Regions from separate parts of the Anas platyrhynchos genome. Here region 1 is linked to region 2. The links are chromatin contacts, called in public Hi-C maps. All regions are on one chromosome and are shown on one strand. Each heading gives the region's core, a stretch centred on a gene start, on an enhancer-like site or on the middle of the called end of the contact. The rest is flanking DNA. Distances are from core to core; before and after follow the strand shown.

Region 1 (4,290 bases), core at 356-2,855, 51 kb after region 2:
GGCAATTAAGAAAGAAGTGTGGTTATGCGGTTACGTGTCTATTCTAAAATATGTGTTCATGTGTAAACACCAAGAAGCCCTTAGCCTCTAGGCAATTCATCTGAGCAGTCTGCTGGGTAGTAGAATTTCATATAACCAGGGCGAAAGCCCAAGGGCTGTGCACATCAGCTCAGGTGCCATTGCTTTTGAGTTACACTTGCTGACCCTGTATTAACAAAAAAGTCTTGAATTTATACAAAACTGATTTGATGTTAACCTAGGAGAAAAAATATGTACGAAGGCAGGAGGGGTAATACAAACGTTCTCACTTCTTTTTGGAAGTCTCTTTCAAAAGCAGTGTTCAAGAACCACCGTGTATTTTCATAAAGGGGTATTTAAGTTTCCTAATTTAAGGGCAGACATGGGTAGTGAATTCTCCTTCTTGCTTAAATGTGGGGATAAAAGAACGGGAAATACAGTAAGTTAAACATGAATGAAATATATTACTAAGTGTTGGAATCAGTGCCAATTTATGGAAAATATTTTTGTATTTTTAAACCCTGTGCAAGCTAAGCTAGCATGTTATTTTCTGGGGTTTGTGTGGGCAGAATTTAATGAGTACATGCACAAATTGCACTGGAGAGCCTCTATAAATATCACAAGCAATTGTGCACCAATAACCATTGCATTTTGATGCTTTCACTTAAGTGCACAATATTCTAAAAGAAATTACGATCAACTGGGGAGGGGAAGGAACATTCATGAGAATAAATTAAGGGAAAAAGGGAACTTCTATGTACAGAAAAAAACAGTATTTACTGCCACACATACTTTTGGAGGGCCTTTTGTTTTTGATAAACATATTCACAAAGAGACAACTGATTATAAGATCTGGAATACAGGAATAACTCTGACTATTATACTGTTACCTGCTGCACTGAAATGAGAAAAGAGACACTGTACGAACGAAAATGATTTGACTGCTCTTTCCCCCATGAATTATACTAGGGAGTTACTTGTTTGTACTGGTAACTGAAGATAAGTTGCCATTCTGTGAGATGGTCAGAGTGGCTTTGCAGGATCCAGCGATAGGCAGGAATTCAAGGCTTCTTTCTCCGTTCCAAAAAATCAAAATATTTTGGTTTCTTAAGACATTGCCCAAAACAGTTTCTTTGCTTTTCATTCCTCTTCAGCCTCATTTGGTCTGCAAAAACTTTTGAATGCTAATGAGTGAGAGCTTTGTTTTGTGCTAACTAACCTCTGCTTGGCATGCAAGGCCCAAATAATGGGAAGAATGCAAACTAATCAAAGCAAACAGGCTGCGTATCCAGTGTGTGCCTGGCTGGGACAAACTTCATGGCTACAACCCAAATTTACTCCCCCTGGAGGAAAGCAGGACCCTAAGCAAACAGGGTATCTACTTGCAGAGTGTGTCAGAACCTTACATAAAAGAATAAATACCATGGAGTATTTCGGCCATTGTCTTGTATCTTATGGAAGGAAAAAAGTTTGCTATTTGGCCAACAAAGAATTTGTCTCAAGCAGGTGTAGTGGAAGACAGCCACAGGGCTGCTTTTCAAGGACACTTCTGCGAGATGCAGTGTAAGAAGTTTGCCAGTGGGCAGGGCTGGGGTAGTGAGGCACATGAGAGACAGGACAGGCATCCTTGGGAGCGACTGCCAGAACTTGCGCCTCCAGGGCTGCCTTGCAACCTCCTCTGTCTGCAACTAGAAAGTGCCAAGATTTCCTAAGCAGTCCGAGCACTCGCCCCTTCCTTCAAATCTAAATGGTGAACCATTTTGTAGGGTATTAAGTCATGCAATTAAGTTACAAAATATTCCCAGTGAATCAAGCAAAGTCAGCATCTGAGATCTTCAAAACTGCAGGACAGAAAGAGATGTGGCTCCTTCCTTTTTTCTTCTAGCTTGGAGAAAGCAAAGATCTAATCCCAAAGTTTCTTTTAGAAAAGCATTCTTTCCTTCCCTGAGATGCCTCATATAAGAGAAAAACAGCTGGCTAGACCCTGCGACTTCATTTTTGTAGAGGCATTCTCTCTCACGTAGGCAGATCCAGAACAGCTGTGGGAAGGAAGCTGCCAAAGTCCCTGAGCTAAGAGATCGAATATGTAGTTGGTCACGCTGCCTAACCTCTGCCAAATGGAGTTTTCACAAGGCAAAAGCCTGATGTTCTGTACTAAATATGCAAGACAACTAAAGAATGGACTAAAGAACACCCAATGTAATTATCAGGCAAAATATTTGACAGACAGAAGGAAGTATTTTTTCACACACTATGTAATTAAATTACTGAACTCCTAACTCAATTGTGCAACTCAGGGCTACAGGATGTTATGGGGGCAAAAATACAAATATATATATGGTTCCAACAGTAGTTAGCTAAGTTCATGCAGGACAGATTCTTTGGCCAAAATGGTCTGAACACAACCTGTGGCTCAGGAATTTGCTAGATTTATGACTGCAGGAAACTTGGAAGATACACCAGGAAAAGTATCAGCTTGTACTTGTCTTTTCTTACTTTCTTCTGTGTGTCTGCTATGAGATACTAGCAGGTTACTGACCTAGAGAGACCTTTGGTCTGGCCCTGCATAGCTTTATGGTATTCTGAACAGAAAAGGAAAGCTGATTTTTGCAGTCAGATTTACAACTTAAACCAGGAGGCTGGTAGGAGATATCTTAATTGGCTGAATTGTGCAGGGGGAGGAAGAAATGTGCGAGGGGTATGGAAGAAGGTGCTGATAAACCAGCACCTTCATTAAACTAACAATTAATGAGTAGACCTAGGAAAGTATTTTGCTTTTCCAGTTTAGTAGGGCTCCCTATAGGACATGGAAGCAATAAAATATGTTTTAATAATAGTAAAACAGTGGAGAGATGGCACGATGCATCTGTGACAAGTGCAAAAGCCAGCTCCCCTTTCAATAAAAGTTAAAAGGGAAGAGAGGCTGATGTATGATTCTCATAACCTTTTTTGTGCCAAGGGAGTTTGCATTCCTTAAAACTATGTGTACGCTGCTAAATTTCAAACTGATTTTGTAAGTTTGGAAGGACTGTCTGTACATAACAGGATTTGTCTGTCTCCAAAGGGTGGTAAGACTTTAGCTGAGAACAGCCTGACATAGACGGAAGAATTCTGAAGCATAAACACAGTACTTTTAAACATTATGTGTACTTATAAATGTGGGAAAAAAGTATGATCTTTACTTCTCTATGGGTTAAAACCTAATTTTAATACTTTCTGTTATTTGGTGCCACAGAAACTCAGTAGAAGTAAGCGAACTCACACAACAACCCTCGTCAGGTACAACTAATGCTGCTCTAACTGTAGAGGAAAATGCTGCTCTAATGTAGAGGAAAAAAGACCCAGTGAAACACTGTGTATGCACCGTGAAACATTGCTTTCAAACAATGTATGAAAACAGGGGACTTACCGTGCAGAATGTCTGAATCATCTTCTACAAAATCAATATCTCTTAAATCCCACTCAGCATAGTTGTCAAACTCCTGTTCAGAAGTGATTAATAAACTGTCACTAGCTAGCACTAAAAAACTGGTATCAAGTTTCAGTACACATATAAGTACTGAAAACACAGATATGTACACGTGCATGGCTGTACAAGGCTCCATCCTTGAGCAATGTACATCACAGGGGAACTTAAACGAGTTCCGGCTGTAACCAGAACAGGATACGGTGATAGGATAATGAGAATTAATCAGGTTCTCCCCGTAGCTCCCACACTGTGGTAAAAATTCTGCTCAAACATATAAAAACAACACACCCCTCTATGGTGGAATTCATCCCTCTATGTATAGGAGCTTGTTTTGCAACAGGAATTGGGGCCCTGGGCCCACAGCTAAAAACACTGAAAACAATGCAGCCTTTCAAGAGACCTTTGGATCAGGCTCCTGTCTGCTTCTCCAAGGCAAATGAAATAGAAGCATACTGAATCTGACCCCTTCTGCCAAGCATCCGATTCATGACATCGAGTCTGTTTGAGTAAGAGCCGTTCACAGTGGACATCTGGTGGCAGCAGCAGCCTTACAGCCTGGGGACACTCGGGTTGCCTGCTCGCTGCTTTGCAGGCCTGCAGCGCCACCTCTGCAATTAAATCCCTGGTTTAATCAGTCTGCCCTGTCATCCTGCCAATGACTTCTTAATGAAGAATAAAGACCTATAGGCAGAGGCATGCAAGCACGTGTTTGCTGATCTCACGTTCAGTAGCAAATATAAAATTATGAGAGAAGGAAGAGTCTTACCTCAACAAAGTCAGCTCTTGCTGGCATATACCCAGCC
Region 2 (3,720 bases), core at 865-3,364:
GCAGCTCTGTCCTGGCTCCCGAAGGGTCGAACTGAGCTGGCTCCTGCTCCCCATGCACGTTCAGAGGGTCTCTATTCTGCTGTGAAACAACGTTCATCGTGATAACAGGAAAATAATTAGCAAGGGCTTTCATTCCACAAGGTTTGAAGGGTTTCCTCTCCAGCAGTGCTGGGTGCTGCCTTTCAATGGAATTGCACTGGGGCAATTGAAGCTGTTGTGGACTTCAGCAGCTGAGAAACGGGCTTTGCATTTCTCTGATTGCTGGCAAGCAGGGCACAGACAGCAGCAGTACGAGCTCTGTTCTCCTACAATTCTCATCCTGGCCCTTTTCAGGGGTCTCTTCCTTGGAAGGGGTCCGGAGCTGGTGCCTGCCACCCGTCAGTCTCGGGGCTTCTTGCTGGTAACGGTGCTGGTGTAGGAGCTGGGCTGGGTTTTGGGGCACTGATGCTGTGCTGCTAGGACCAGGAGCAGCATCCTGCATCACCCAACCACCCCAAGCATGGTGCGAGTTGCATTTATTCATTAGAGTTGAATATAAACTGAAATATTGAAAAGTGAAACCCTCCTGTGTTGGCTTATAATCACTAAGTATATGATACAATCTTGAGAATTGCATTTTTTCGTTGTTGTTAAACTAACTAACTCTGTCAAAGGTTTCTTTAAATGATTGAACTGTTGACGTGGAAGACTCCAGCTTGTAAATTGCCTCCAGGCATAACTTGATCCTTGATAGCTGCAATACATTGTTATAGTTGGCTCAAATGAAGGATGGCAAAGTCTTCTGTAGATTAGATAATGTATAAAATGGTGTTTTACCTGTATCTCACCCTGTCAGTATTCTCCCAAGCTCTGGTTGGCAGCTCCTCGTGCACCGCTCAGCACCAGCAGCAGTACCAGCCCCAGGTGATCCTCAGGCAGGCTGAACGTGGAGCAGGGAGCACGGCTTTGGTAGTTCAAACTAGGTGGGAAGGAAAGGGTAAATATTTCAAACCCTCTGCACTGGATGAAATACGAACTGGGTTTTGCTTCTAAAGCTTTCAGAAACTTCCAGCGCTCCAGCACGACTCTGTGAAGATCACTCTTTCCATTCTTGGTTTGCTAGAAAATATTTTTTTAAGGAAAAAGAAAAATGTGGTTATGTGATATTTGAATGGATCCGACTTGGATTTTTATGGACACGCACACCCCCTTCCCTCCCTGACCCCTCTTTAAGCGGTTTGGGATTCCATGCCCATTGTATTTCACGGGGTGTGTGTTTGTAGTCACGCCAGGGCTGGCTGTGCCAATTCCATGCGGCTCTAACTGCACTGGCAGTAAGAGCACTTAGATTTTTATAACAAAACTCAAATCTCATGTTTCTGAAAGCTACCAAGGTTACTTAGGAATGCTGTTTTATTATGATATAGTTCACTAAAATCCATTGATGCATCCCTTTCATATTTGCCCTGCTTCCACAGGGCAGTCTGCTGCATGTTCTCCAGAAGGTGCTAAGAAATCAATTTTAACCTTGCCAAAAAGGTTGCATATCCTCAAAGGAAAGCGTTTTCTTAGAGATTTGTATGGATTTATTCTTTGCTCTTTTTTGGATGAGATTTAATGCTTGCCATCAGTTCAGATGCTGTTTGTACAGAAAGTTTCCTGCCGGAGGAAATGGCAGGAGCTCAATAGCAGGTGTCTTTGCTAAATGCGATACTTAGACTTAATTCCTTTTTTCCCACATAATCACGTCTCGCTTTGAAAAAAATATTCTGATGCGCATGCATCTTCTTATATTTTGAATTGCCATAACAGCAAAATGAAGGTTTTATTGCATCCGAGGTTATAAATGCAGCGTTTTAACTGGAGCGGTTTTATTCATTAAACGTATCTGCGGTCTTTAAGCAAAAGGCTGTTGCAGGAGCAGTTCTTAACAGCGCTTAATAAAACAATCTTGTGCCAGTAATAAAGATACCCACATCATAAAGAGTTCTCTAGGGTCAACCAAGAAGTGCTTTTCACATGTAAACTGCTGCCTCGCTTATTAGTCTGGTGGCGAGTTGCTCTGCTGCCTGTCGAGGGAAGAGAAACGCTCCCCTTGTCGTTATACAGCAAATGTGCTGAGAGCTTAGGTAAGCCTTTCGTCCTGCTGCAGCTATGGCAAAGGTTAGGACTGTGCTTCTGTACAAAACTTCTGACTCATGATAAATACAGTTCATGGCCTAGCTAAATATAGCATGTTTTTTTTTGCAATAGAATAAGACTTTTTTTATAAAACCTACTTTACCTTGAACTACAGACAGTCACGCAGAACTTTGTATTTTTTGTACTTATTAAATTGTTTGGGGACTGCTTTAGCTGTAGACGTTTTGTATCTGAACAACATCTTTCCTGTAGTAGAATACTTTCATAAAAGTTTATTCCCCAGAGTAATACTTCTGCAATCAGTGAAACAATCCAAATAAAATGCATAGACGAGAAGTGTGACATTTTATCTCAGCCCTTAAACCTATAGAGGCGGGCTTCATGCCTGCATGAATTCACGTAGAGAATGGTAAATATTAGCTTGTGAATAACAAAATCCTTTTCTGCCTTCCCTGCCAGGATTACAGGGGAAGCGCTGGGAGCTCAGGGCTCCCATCCGATGCTGTTACTGATTCTGCGTGTCCCCGAGCCAGGATCGGTCAGCAGAAATGCAGTGACCTGCTCCTTTAGGATGCGCTTTCAGCTCCAGCTCCTACCGGTTATCAAAGAAAGCATTCACCCGAGATTTTGCAGATCTTCACAGCAGGATCATCACTCTTTCTTGCCACACCTTGGTGAACGCTGAGACAATAGCCATGCTTAAATCTGTGCTGGGTTTTGAAGTCAACACAAATTGAAAGGGAAAGGTTGCTTGGTACGCTGTGGTATTTTCAAGATCTCAGGATTAATTACAGTTGGCTAACATTTTGGAGGTGATTCTGGCACTCTTTAATGCTAGTGAAACTCTCATTTAGCTTCTCTAAACAAAACCTTATATTTGAGAGCACAAGGTATGGTTTCTTGTGATAAATTACCGATCCCTTGCAAGTCAGCTCCTTTTTACCTCAGAGCCTTGTTTCTGTTCAGTTTTGCCCTGAGCAGGTGATTTCATCTCGCCTGTTTACCCTTCTGCAAACTGCTTGCTCTACAAATTTAATATTCGAATGGCACTTTGAAATGTTGCCCTGTATATTCAAGGTGCTAACGCTTATTACTGAGGTGCTGTCAGCTGCACAGGCAGCAGCTGCGTGAAGGCTGTCCCTCAGGACACTCCGATAGGTGACACACTGCACGGAGACGTTTCTCTTTGTTGTAGTAGCCATCAAGCTCTATCATTATATCGTATACTTGTTGGACTTTTTAATTAGCCGTGGATGTGGGTCGTGCCTGGAAAGCAGCCTGAAGCACGGCGTGCTCTCCCCTCCCAGTAAAATGAATAAACGTCGGTGGAATATTTTGTTAAAAGGGCTTAATCCTCAGGTGGTGCAGCCACCCTGAGCGAAGAGGGCGGCTGGGATGTCGCCCTGGGTCTGCCCTGGCTGTGCTGAGGCCGAGCTGTGCCTCCTGCCTGCCAGCCAGGTGAGGCCCTAACGCTCACAGGAGCCTCGGCACGGATGATACTCAGGGAATGTGTTTGCTTCGCCTTGGGACCCTCTGACCGTAGGCCCTGAGCAGCGGCTGAGCGCCTAATCCAAGCTGACAGTCGCTAATGCTGGGAAA

What was found. A called contact is a pair of places that touch in the nucleus more often than the background predicts.
Region 1: a contact with region 2 is called in a Hi-C map of liver, with 1.7 times the contacts expected there. The contact joins two enhancer-like sites. A contact is called at or near these places in 4 of 8 Hi-C or Micro-C datasets (F1 follicle, liver, skeletal muscle and 1 more).

The regions. Positions count from the first base shown.
Region 1 is chr20:1,750,761-1,755,050 of IASCAAS_PekinDuck_T2T, forward strand. It overlaps TADA2A (transcriptional adaptor 2A), which reads right to left. Exons shown (of 16, transcript XM_072025948.1): 7 at 4,254-4,290; 8 at 3,428-3,500. Among named protein-coding and RNA genes, the nearest start is that of ACACA, 8.3 kb to the right of the region's middle. Within about 2 kb of position 1,606, at least 4 of the 8 cell types and tissues checked have an H3K27ac peak or open chromatin away from gene starts, as enhancers often do.
Region 2 is chr20:1,699,462-1,703,181 of IASCAAS_PekinDuck_T2T, forward strand. The region is part of intron 15 of SYNRG (synergin gamma); the gene reads left to right. Among named protein-coding and RNA genes, the nearest start is that of SYNRG, 28 kb to the left of the region's middle. Within about 2 kb of position 2,115, at least 2 of the 8 cell types and tissues checked have an H3K27ac peak or open chromatin away from gene starts, as enhancers often do.